2 separate regions of the Mus musculus genome follow, and region 1 is linked to region 2. Evidence: chromatin contacts called from public HiChIP or PLAC-seq data. All regions are on one chromosome and are shown on one strand. Each heading gives the region's core, a stretch centred on a gene start, on an enhancer-like site or on the middle of the called end of the contact. The rest is flanking DNA. Distances are from core to core; before and after follow the strand shown.

Region 1 (5,826 bases), core at 1,700-4,199, 66 kb before region 2:
TACAACCTCAGCACTTGGGAGGCTGAGGCGAGAGGACTGTTGGAACAGCTACAGTGTGAGCCTTGTTTCAATAAAGCAAAAACAAGTATTGTATTGTTGTCATTATGGTGATGGGTCTTGAGTTTTAGAATCAGTTATGGATCGCACTCATCAGTAACCCACTTCCAGGGACAGACAGGCTCAACCTGGTTCTCCCCAGAATCTCACATGGTGTGACATCGGCCATACACTGCGGAATGAGTGAGTGGATGAAAATGAATCACTAAAGATGGCTGAGACTCCATAAATAAACCAGAAAAGACCATCACTCTTAACACAACTGGGGTACCAACGCTGAGGGGATGGGAACAGGGGGATCAGAGTTCAAGGCCAGCCTTTGCTACAATAGTGGGTTTTATGTAAGAAAAGATAGCATGTATATGTTGTATTATTATTTTTTTTTTGAGACAGGGCTTCTCTGTATAGCGCTGGCTGTCCTGGAACTCACTCTGTAGACCAGGCTGGCCTCGAACTCAGAAATCCGTCTGCTTCTGCCTCCCGAGTGCTGGGATTAAAGGCGTGCGCCACCACGCCTGGCTCAGACCTCCTCTTGAAAGGCAACACCAACTACTAATTGTGTGAACATGAAATGCACATTATAGCTTCGCTCTCAGGTGTGTATTATTATCATCATTTTATAGAGAAACAAGCTTACAGAGGTCATCACACTTGAAGATCCCGCAGCTAGCTACATGTGGGATCTAGACTTGTATGCCTTCAAAGGCCACGTTAATAATGTAAATTGCTAATTTACACTGTCCTCCAAGATGCGGACTATCTAGAGAAATCGAGCCTGCCCCTCCACTAGGGCTATTAGCCTGAGTGAAATCGCATCACACAGGCAGCAAGAAACAAGCCTCCCGAGGAAGGAACACAATGGCGTATAACAACACCGGCAGGTTGCTCCTCAACCCTGTAGTGAGCACTGATTTATTCTCATCTGCGAGTCGAGTGCTAGATGCTGAAGTACAAACATGTGTAAGACAAACAAGTGGGGAGACACAGGCAAACAGTTGAGCATCGATCTGCCAGCCATGTGGTAAGGTAAGAGAAGCACGGGAGGACACAGTGAGAACAGAAGCAGGTCCTTCTGAGGAAGGAGGGAGGCTCCTGAGGGACGAGACTCTTCAGGAGGTCGGGGAAAGGACGGAGTCATGAAGGACACAGGTTAAAGATCTACACACACTTTGGTGTGATTGGGACTCAAAGTGTCTGTACTGGCTAGTTTTGTGTCAACTTGACACAGCTGGAGTTATCACAGAGAAAGGAGCTTCAGTTGAGGAAATGCCTCCATGAGATCCAACTCTAAGGCATTTTCTCAATTAGTGATCAAGGGGAAAGGCCCCTTGTGGGTGGGACCATCTCTGGGCTGGTAGTCTTGAGTTCTATAAGAGAGCAGGCTGAGCAAGCCAGGGAAGGCAAGCCAGTAAAGAACATCCCTCCATGACCTCTGCATCAGCTCCTGCTTCCTGACCTGCTTGAGTTCCAGTCCTGACTTCCTTTGGTGATGAACAGCAGCATGGAAGTGTAAGCCGAATAAACCCTTTCCTCCCCAACTTGCTTCTTGGTCATGATGTTTGTGCAGGAATAGAAACCCTGACTAAGACAGTGTCCTAATCGGAGGGCCCCAACGTGTTCTGCCTAGGACTTGGTCTCCATTTAGACAGGAGTGGAAGGTTGTCGGCAATTTTGAGGAGAGACATACTAGACATATTTGCATTTTATAAAGCCCCACTAGACATATTTGCATTTTGTAAAGCCCCTGGTAGCAAGGCTGGGAATGAATGGAAGGGAGTGGTCCAGAGGGTTCTCTTGTCTGTTTACGTATGCACTTACACAAAATCAGACACACCATCTGAATGTGCCTGTTTAACATCAATGGAGGGGACATAAGCTGTTGGGAGGAAATCGAGCTTTCATTAGTGTTCAGTTGTCCTTTAGATAAATGTTTACTCCTCTGCCTACAAATACAATAGCCCAGCAAATTTGGTGAACAAAGTTGTTTGCTGAGAAGTAAGATAGACTGGCAGCGTGTTTTGGGTGGTCGTTTCTCTCTGCACTACACATGGCATAATTTTGCATTTTATAAGCCTTCCAAAAGTATTTTCACAATTGCAACCCCTTCCAACACTTGCAAAATCAAGAAGCATGTTTTCGTTCTTATCTATATTATTTTGGGGCCCTACATTTCTAGAAATGGCTTCTGAAATGAGCATGACCAGGCTTCTGCTTACGTAGGAGGACAGAGACGCGGGCGTCCCCATCTGTTTTGTGGGGGTTAACGGATGGTTATACCTGCCAAAAGTATCTTGTCAACTGTAACTACTTTTGGAAATAGACAGATTTCCAGAGACTGGGAAATCGAGGGCTCAGGCACTGTAAGTATGTCCAATGTATTAGGCTTCTCTGTGGGGAAATGCTCTTTTGGAGAATTAATTTGACTCCGGAGGGCTTCCAACTGCATGGGCTCTGCGTCTTTTGAGAAAGATACCCGGCTGTCAAAGAGAAGTGCGCAGAGGCATCGGTTTGGCTATTGGGATGAGGGGAAGGGGGTCAGGTGCCGGTCGGCCTGGGTATCAGGACGGAGGTTGGAGGGGGGCTGGTGCTAGGCTGCGGTTCTGTATAGGGACATTTAGTGCGGTGAGGAAGGGAACAGATCAAGGCTGCGGGGGCGTTACTTACCTTTGCGGGCCTTGTCTCCGGGGATGTTCTGGGCCCTCAGTCGCTGGTCTAGGACGTAAAGCATCTCCCCGCCCAAGTTCAAAAAGAGCAGCGGCAGAGTCCGAACCGACATAGTGCCGGAAACCCGCAGGGTAGATGAAGGAAGAACCCCAGGGTTTGTGATTTAGCAGCCTGGAGGCCCCTACGCGTCCATAGCCCGGTTGCTGGGGCAACGCCGGGAACAGAAAGGCGAACCAATCACATGGTGGATTGATAGGAGGTGGCCGAAGACCGGCGCTTATTGGGTTAAGTGACAAAGATCGCTTCAGGGGATTGGTTCAAACGGAGGCGCGCACCTTTGGCCTCCCGGGAGCGCTGGTTTTGAGTTTTCCAGTTTAGCTTTGGTGTCGCCGGGAGCGTTCCAGCCAGCCGCGCGTATCTGCCGTGGCCCAGCCATCGCACCGGAAACTAGGAAAATCAACCCCAGCGTCTTCGGAGTCGTTCGCCTAGAGTCGTCTAGCGTCCCGGTCCGCCATGGCCTGCTGTGCTGCGGGCAGATTTGTGAACTATCTCCCAGGGACGTGCAGAGGAACCAGTGAGGTCATGGCAAGCGCCACGAAGGCATTCTGAGTTATTATAATCCCTCATCTCGATTAGTTATATCATTTGTCTCCTTTCTAACCCCTCCTGGAAGCGATGTTACGCCGGATTTACTACTCAGTGAGGCAACCCAGCCCGGCCCTCCTAGCAACTTAAGTAGCACCCTCGCGTTTCTTCACCTACGGCTGGACCTTTTCAGACGATTCGTCATCAGTGTTTCTGCTAAGCACTTCTCTCTCCAGCCACAGCAATCTTGAGACTTGAGCTTTGGAACCTACATCCACCTCCTTTAATAATCAGCCACTTCCTCCTTTTCCTTGTAGAATCCTCGCATTCCTTAATTCCCCTTTCTGCATTCCTACGTTCCTCTGTGTCACTGCTCTGATGCTGTTGGACTAAATTTCAAAAGGCGCCGCTTACAAAACACAGCTCATTCCTTCAATGTCTTCCTTCCTGCTTGTGGCATCCTCCACGTCACACCTTCTAGTCGTTTTTCTTTCCTCCCAAGAGCCAAACTTTTTAAAATTGTCTAGTACAACTTGAACCTTTTTGTTTTGTTTTGAAACAGGGTTTCTCTGTGTTGTCCTGGCTGTCCTGGAACTTGCTCTGTAGACCAGGCTGGCTTCAAACTCGGAGATCCACCTGCTTCAGGCTCTGGGAGTGCTGTGACCCGGCACATGAGCTTAACACCTCAGCCCCACCTGTAATAAACATCTTTATCTTCTGGTGGGCCTTATGCATTTTGTTATCTGCCCAGCTTCCAACACTATCTCAAGTTTTGGCAGAACACGGTCCCTTTCAGAGTTTGCCTCTGTGTACTGTCAGACTGGATAGGGTCAAGACAGAGCAGCAAGGTGTGGCTGCACTTGCCTTTGATCCCAGCACTTTGTAAGCAGAGTCCAGCCTGGTCTACATAGCAAGTTCTAGGACAGTCAGGACTGGGTCCCTGTCTTTAAAACCAACAAAAATCAGGCTGGAGAGATGGCTCAGCGGTTAAGATCACTGACTGCTCTTCCGAAGGTCCTGAGTTCAATTCCCAGCAACCACATGGTAGCTCACACCCATCCGTAACGAGATCTGGCGCCCTCTTCTGGAGTGTCTGAAGACAGCTACAGTGTACTTACATATAATAAATGAATAAATCTTTAAAAACAAAAATCCAAAACCAGAGAGAGCTAGGTTTGAACACTAGTCAGCTTTCAAAATTGGACAAGTTGTCTATGTTTCGTAAGCCTGTTTTCAATAGAAAATAGGACAGTGGCCGCAAAAACCTTTAATCTCAGCACTTGGAAGGCAGAGGCAGGTGGATTTTTAAACTCAAGGCCAGTCTGGTCTACAGAGTTCCAGGACAGTCTGGAACCCCCTTACCTTCCCCTCCTCCCCTACAAAAAAATAGAAAGGCAGCCGGCTTGAGGAATAAAGGATTTAAGTATCAGGCAATATTGAAGTGCCCATGGCTGCATTTAAGAGTGCCTTCCCTGCAGGCCTGATCCACTGCTGTGGCGTTCTCTCCCAAGGCTGGTGCCTGGTCCTGTAGCACAGGACCTCTACACAGGTCTCCATCTCATTAAGGCCTCCCTCAGTGTTCCTGGAGGTGATAACCAAACAGTCCAGCTTCACTTCTGATTCTATCCACTCACCTCCTCCTCCATCTCAGAGATGATCTCAATTTTCCCATCCTCACATGGCCCATTTTTTTTTTTTTTTTTTATTACATATCTTCTCTTGGCGATTAAACTTTTGGAGAAAGGGTTTCATGTAGTCTAGACTGGCCTCAAAGTAGCCATGCAACTCAAGATAGCCTTGAAATGATAATGTCTCTCCCAAGTACTGGAACTAGTCATTCAAACACCAGGGCTCAGTATCCATAGGCAACCACACACCCAGGGCCTCAGGTACCTCAACAGCTCCCAAACTGCGCTGGTTCAGCCCTCATCCCTCATCTCTCAACTGCTCTTAGGTAGCACATTAACACATCTTTCTCTTGGTGGCATTCCCTTCTTTTTTTCTTTTTTTGGTTTTTCAAGACAGGGTTTCTCTGTGTAACCTTGGTTGTCCTGGAATTCACTCTGTATACTAGGCTGGGTTCAAACTCAAGAGATCTGCCTGCCTCTGCTTCCTGAGTGCTGGGTTTAAAGGCGTGCATCACCACTGGCTGGCAAGCTGAATGTTTTTTTGTTTTGTTTTGTTTTTCCAGACAGGGTTTCTCTGTATAGTCCTGGCTGTCCTGGAACTCACTTTGTAGACCAGGCTGGCCTTGAACTCAGAAATTCGCCTGCCTCTGCTTCCCAAGTGTTGGGATTAAAGGCGTGCGCCACCACTGCCCGGCAAACTGAATGTTTTTATACCTGAGTCCCATTCACAGACTGAAGCCCTAACTCCAAAGTTACAGTGTTTGAGTCTCACTGTTCCTGTCAGCCTTTAGATTTCTTTCCCTTTTAACTTGCAGTTCTTCTGCCTAAATGCCGTTTCTCTTGGCCAGTGAACTCCTCATCCTTTAGGACCGTCCAGTAGACAGCTACGGCC
Region 2 (5,996 bases), core at 1,615-4,114:
CCCAGGGGTGGCCCCACCCACAATGGGCTGGGCTCTCTCACATCACTTATTAATTAACCACTGATTAAGAAAATGTCTACAGCCCAGTCTTTTTTTTTTTTTTTTTTTTTTTTTTTTTTTTTTTTTTTGGTTTTTCGAGACAGGGTTTCTCTGTATAGCCCTGGCTGTCCTGGAACTCACTTTGTAGACCAGGCTGGCCTCGAACTCAGAGATCCACCTGCCTCTGCCTCCCGAGTGCTGGGATTAAAGGCGTGTGCCACCACGCCCGGCTTACAGCCCAGTCTTATGGAGGCATTCTTTTCTCACTTGTGGCTCCCTCTTCTCCTGTGACTCTAGCTTGCATCAAGTTGACATAAAACTAAGATAGCACAACTGACCCTTGGTCAACCTGGCACACAAACACATCACTAAGAAGCCACAACCTTTCTTTTCTTATTCACCCCCAAGATCTCACATTAAAAACATAAGTAACTTAAAAACTCTCATAGTCTGTACAAATTCAAACACATTAAAACTTCAGTTCCTTTAAAATATCCAGCCAGGGCACAGTCACAGTCAAAAGCAAAAACCAAACTCCAGCTGTGTAAAAAACTCAGTATCTAATGTCTGGGATGCACTCATGACCTCTGGGCTTCTCCTAAAGGCTTGGGTCATTTCTCCTTTGCCGCCTGGTGCTGCACACAGATTGTGTCCTAGGCTTAGGTTGGCTCCATGCTATACCTGCTGCTGTCCTTGGTGGTCATCCCATGATACTGGCATCTCCAAAATGCTGGGGTCTTCTGCTGTAGCTGGACTGAACTTTTACCAAAAGCCTCTCCTGGGATTTCTTCAGAGACTCCAGCCCTGCGGCATAGCACCAAGCCTCAGCTGCTCTCCATGACTCCTTCATGCCTTCAAAACCAGTACCACCTGGGAGATTCTTAGACAACTAAGCTCAGCTGCCAACAGGAAGTACAGCTGTGACTGCTTCTGGAACACAGCTCCTGTATGATTCAAGGCATCAGCAGTGCAATGTAAAAATATGAACATTGCTGTGTTGATAAAATGATATGGAGAGAAGAGTATGTTTGGTGAATGTGTAATCAGGTGTGTGTGTGGGGGCGAGGGGGTGCCTCCGAGGGCCCATGCTGAGGCATCCCTTCCCCCTGAGGGACCAGCCACAGAATAGTAGAGAGGGGAGTTGAGAGGGTAGGGGGGGAGGGAGAGAGAGAGAGAGAGAGAGAGAGAGAGAGAGAGAGAGAGAGAGAAGAAGAAGAAGAAGAAGAAGAAGAAGAAGAAGAAGAAGAAGAAGAAGAAGAAGAAGAAGAGGAGGAGGAGGAGGAGGAGGAGGAGGAGGAGGAGGAGGAGGAGGAGAAGGAGGAGAAGGAGGAGGAGGAGGAGGAGGAGGAGGAGGAGGGAGGAGGAGGAGGAGGAGGAGGAAAGTAGAGAAGTCATGAGCATGCGGAGAGAGGGGGTAAGGGATGAGAGGACAGAGCAAAGCAGGAAGGCAAGAGAGCAAGAGAGAGAGAGGAGGGGGCAAGCATCTCCCTTTTATAGGGAGTCAGTGTTGCCAGGTAACTGTGGGACGGGGCTTAAACAAAATGTTAACAAATATATTCCAGTAACAGAAACTAATATTTCAGAATCAGTAGAACCATTCAATTTATCTAGTTATTTTTTAATATGTGGGTTCTGAGGCTCGAACTAAGGTCCTTTCTAGGGGTTGGACTAAGGTTGTCATGATTGCAAGTACTTCATCAGCTGAGCCTCCTCCCTAGCCACCTGCCCTGGGAACTTTCCGAGGGAACACCCCTGCTGTAGAGTACTTTGGTTCAGAGGTTTGACAAGGAGAGGCAGGGACAGGGCCAGCTCAGAGAAAGAGTCAGCAGGCTGTGGGATGCCTTATGTCCCCTTTAAGCTGCCATAGTTCCAAAGCAGTGTGTAGGGGGAGACCCTAGTGGAGCCTGTCTCAAGGAAGAAGCTGGTGGCTTATCCTTGGCACTCGGGTCCAGTCTGTGATGGTGAGGTCTGGCTAGCATTGGGAGTCTAAGGATAAAGGTCACAGCTGGCCAAGTGCTTGGCTTCAGGCTGCTCCTGACAGCACTTGCAATCCTGGGACAGCCTTCCTCACGTGCCTTGGTCATGGTCATTCCCAGAGGCCAGGACTCACTCATCCAGAAGCTATAAGCTTCAGCTTCCTGACTAGAGGCTAGTGCCAGCCTGGCATGGCCTTGGTAGGGACAGAATGACATGTTTCTTTTCTTACTCACCCCCAAGATCTCACATTAAAAACATAAATAACTTAAAAACTCTCATAGTCTGTACAAATTCAAACACATTAAAACTTCAGTTCCTTTAAAATATCCAGCCAGGGCACAGTCACAGTCAAAAGCAAAAACCAAACTCCAGCTGTGTAAAAAACTCAGTATCTAATGTCTGGGATGCACTCATGACCTCTGGGCTTCTCCTAAAGGCTTGGGTCATTTCTCCTGGTGCTGCACACAAATTAGGTGTGGGCATAAGGCTTGTTTGTATAATAATGTACATATTTTCGTCTTCCCCTGAGGATTGTCCTCCTTGTTAACATTAATGAGTCTGGGAGGCGAAGGTGTGGCTAATGTCTCAGCACAATGGTAAAACACTGGGACCTTCAGGACAGCCCTTAAGGCTATGCAAAAATATAAGGATGCAATATGAATTGTATAAAGCTTCACAGATCTAAAGGAACAGAGGCACCTGCACTATGAGCCAGCTTGTCAGAGAGATACAAAGGCAGGCAGATACAAAGGCAGGCAGATTCCTGAGTTCAAGGTCAGCCTAGGACAGTGCAAACTTAGGTTCTGGCCAGGGCAGAACCCCAGGGTGGAGTCCCACCCAGCTCTCTTAGGGTCATGGAATGCTGATTCATGGGGATGGCCAAGAGGGAACTTGAAATAAATGACTGATGCCGGGTGTGGTGGCACACACCTTTAATCCCAGCACTCGGGAGGCAGAGGCAGGTGGATTTCTGAGTTCGAGGCCAGCTGGTCTACAAAGTGAGTTCCAGGACAGCCAGGGCTATACAGAGAAACCCTGTCTTGAAAAACCAAAAAAAAAAAAAAAACCCAAAACAACAACAACAACAAAAAAACCAACCAACCAAACAAAAAACCTTGCCTTTTGGTCTGCAGGAGATGAGCTAGCAGTTATTTTTTAAAGTTTTTTTTTTTCCCTAGTGAGAGCTGACCTGTTTGGAGAGCTCTTGAGATTAAACACAGCTCTTCAAGACTTTCTAACAGGATTTCTGATTTTAGTCAGAAAATCCATGGAGAGCAAACATGACTCTTTTAGAATTTTTTCTTTTTCTTTTTTGTTTGTTTGTTTTATTTTGTTTTTTTGTTTTTCGAGACAGGGTTTCTCTGTGCAGCCCTGGCTGTCCTGGAACTCACTTTGTAGACCAGGCTGGCCTCAAACTCAGAAATCTGCCTGCCTCTGCCTCCCAAGTGCTGGAATTAAAGGTGTGTGCCACCACTGCCCGGCTTAGAATTTTTTTCTAGCAGGATTTCTTGGTCAGAAATCCTGAGAATTACTTAGAGAGCAGGCACAGCTCTTCTGGAATGTTTCTAGGAGCAATCCAGAGACGGCGACCTGAAGAGTGAACACAGCTCTTTAGAGGTTGGATTTTTTATTTTTTATTTTTCTGATTTTAATTGGAAAACCCAAGAACTAACTCTAGAATTTTTCTAACACAGGATTTCTGACTTGGTCAGAAGAGCAAGAATTTTTTTTATAGCCACTTTTCTGACATTGGTCTGAAAACTCATGAGCTATCCAGAGAGCTTTTAGAATTTTTACTAGCAGAGAGAGCTGTCTTGAACAGAAAGCTAGCTGTTAGAGCTTTTAGAATAACAAGAAAAAGAGCAGAGCAGAACTGAGGACAGACAGACAGACAGACAGACAGACAGACACACACACACACACACACACACACACATACACACAGAGCCTGGAAAGCCATCTTAGCACAACATAGGCTGCCGGCTTAGACCCACAATTTGACTTTGAGTCTTGTTTTTGCCACTCTCAGACACCCTTTCTCTCAGAACCTCGACCGAGCCGAGGCTGGTCCTTGGCAGGCAAGGCTGGTCAGATGTTCCCACCCATGTTCAAGCCTTGTCTCTGATGGATAACACACACTTCCCATGCCTCCTCCATTCTGAGCCCAGGATCTGTGCTCACTGCTGGGCTGGCTTGTCCTTTCTGGGAAAGAGGAATTATAGAAGTTCTCAGGGCAACTTAGCTTCCTCCTGACTATGAACAAGCAAAAACCAGGGACAGCACTGTAGGCTACAAGCCTTGAGCCCAAGGCACAGCCCTCAATCTGTCATACCCATTGCACAGATGGGGAAAACAGAGACATGATGATATTTATAGTCATATAAATCCGGCCATGGGTTTGGCCCTTGGGAGAGCAGAGTCTTATGTTCATGACAGTCATGATGAGGTCCCCATTCCTGCATAGCCAGCCCATCAGCACCCAGGCTCCCTCATCTGCAGATCTGTGTTTGCCTGATCCCAGATGCACACTTCACACCACTCTCAATTTTCCATCCTGCCTCTAACGCTGAGTCTGGTCAGATAGGGGCTCCCTTATGTCAAGAACTGGGTGGTCCCTTCCTTATCTAAATCTACATAAAACATCTGAGACTTGAATTGAAGCAGGGAGATAATTTTTGTTTTGCTGTGACTTGTCACTTGAAGGAGATCTCGTTGGCCCCCTGAGGCAGAGAGAGCATCCTGAGTCCTAATTTGATGCTTTCTTTGAGAGACCTCCGAACTGGTCTTTTTGAGGGTTGACCCATCTTCCTTACCAAGCCGGTTTCTTGGTGCTCTCCACTGGTGGCCAGCAGGTGGCGCTGCAGTCCCAGTTTTGCAGGGCTTAGCTCTGTTCTTGCTTGGGGCTTGGTCTACTTACTGTCTGGGGTGGGTCCAATAACTGTAGTCATTGAGAATCCTTTTCCGTGTGTGTGTGTGTGTGTGTGTGTGTGTGTGTGTGTGTGTGTGTGTGTGTGTGTGTGTGTGTGTGTGTGTTTGTGTGTGTGTGCGCGTGTGTGTGTGTGTGTGTGTGTGTGTGTTTGTGTGTGAGAGACTTTACTGAGGGCCAGTTCACAGTATGCCTTTTGTCTCAGCTGCTTGCTATCCTGAGAAACCACCCAGCTAGCTGCTTGGGCTGTTCTCTGTGTCCTGGGCACTTTAGTCTCGAGCTCTTTCTATGTACTGTGCCTGTTGGTGGATACAGCAGTCAGATCCCCTGTCTACCAAAGAACCCTACAAAATAGGGACCCATGGCAGGAGGTGGTGTGCCAAAGCCAGGGTAAAATCTTGTGGGGTGACTACCAAGGTCGGGAAAACTACACACCTAGCTTTGTTCTTAGCCTCTGCCTGAATCACATACTGGACAAATTGCTGCTCTGGGACCAACGATCTTAAGGTTGAGACGCTTTTGGGGTACATTGTCCACCTGTGTCAAAAATGACAGTCCCGGATGGCAACTGGGGCTGACCTGATGGGAATGTGTGCATTACAAGGGAAGGTCAGTATGAAAAAATAAAGTGGGACCCAAAGCGGGACCCGTGCCCATTCCACCCTGAGATTGGAGCCCATCTTGGCCTCTGGTTCCCATCCTACTTCTTCCTGGCCCTGCCTTTCCCAAGCTCCACCAATCCTCTTCCTGCTGCCTTCTCCTTTCTCCGTGCCTGGCCTTCCCAACTCTGCCCCTACCTACACCCCTTTTACTACACCTGCCTCTGCCGCTCTGTCAGCCCGTCTTTCTCTCTTTCACGTCCTTGTCTCTCTCTAACAGAATCAGAGTTAAGTGACAAAAGAAGAATTGGTCCCCTCCTGCCAGGGTTATTAAAATCATGTTCTGCAATTGAGCGGCCAGAAGAGCTCTGGCTAATGACGGATGATGAGGCCACAGCGTCCCCGCAGCGGGAGTGAGGCTGTGAGCGGCTGCGGGATTACCACCAATTACTCTG

What was found. HiChIP or PLAC-seq counts read pairs in DNA pulled down with a chosen protein or histone mark.
Region 1: an H3K27ac HiChIP or PLAC-seq map of embryonic stem cells shows a contact between it and region 2, with 6 read pairs. The contact joins the promoter of Oscp1 here to the enhancer-like site in region 2. A contact is called at or near these places in 1 of 15 datasets of contacts at CTCF or cohesin (embryonic stem cells), 7 of 484 Hi-C or Micro-C datasets (the HPC-7 cell line, embryonic stem cells, macrophages and 1 more) and 5 of 115 datasets of contacts at active chromatin or transcription factors (bone marrow-derived macrophages and embryonic stem cells).

What each region holds. Positions count from the first base shown.
Region 1 is chr4:126,055,688-126,061,513 of GRCm38.p6, reverse strand. Oscp1 (organic solute carrier partner 1) reads right to left here and starts at 2,949. Exons shown (of 10, transcript NM_172701.3): 1 at 2,722-2,949. The coding sequence starts at 2,833.
Region 2 is chr4:125,989,224-125,995,219 of GRCm38.p6, reverse strand. No RefSeq gene overlaps it. Among named protein-coding and RNA genes, the nearest start is that of Gm32908, 32 kb to the left of the region's middle. Within about 2 kb of position 2,864, at least 9 of the 459 cell types and tissues checked have an H3K27ac peak or open chromatin away from gene starts, as enhancers often do. A contact at or near this core is called in embryonic stem cells, where this site is marked.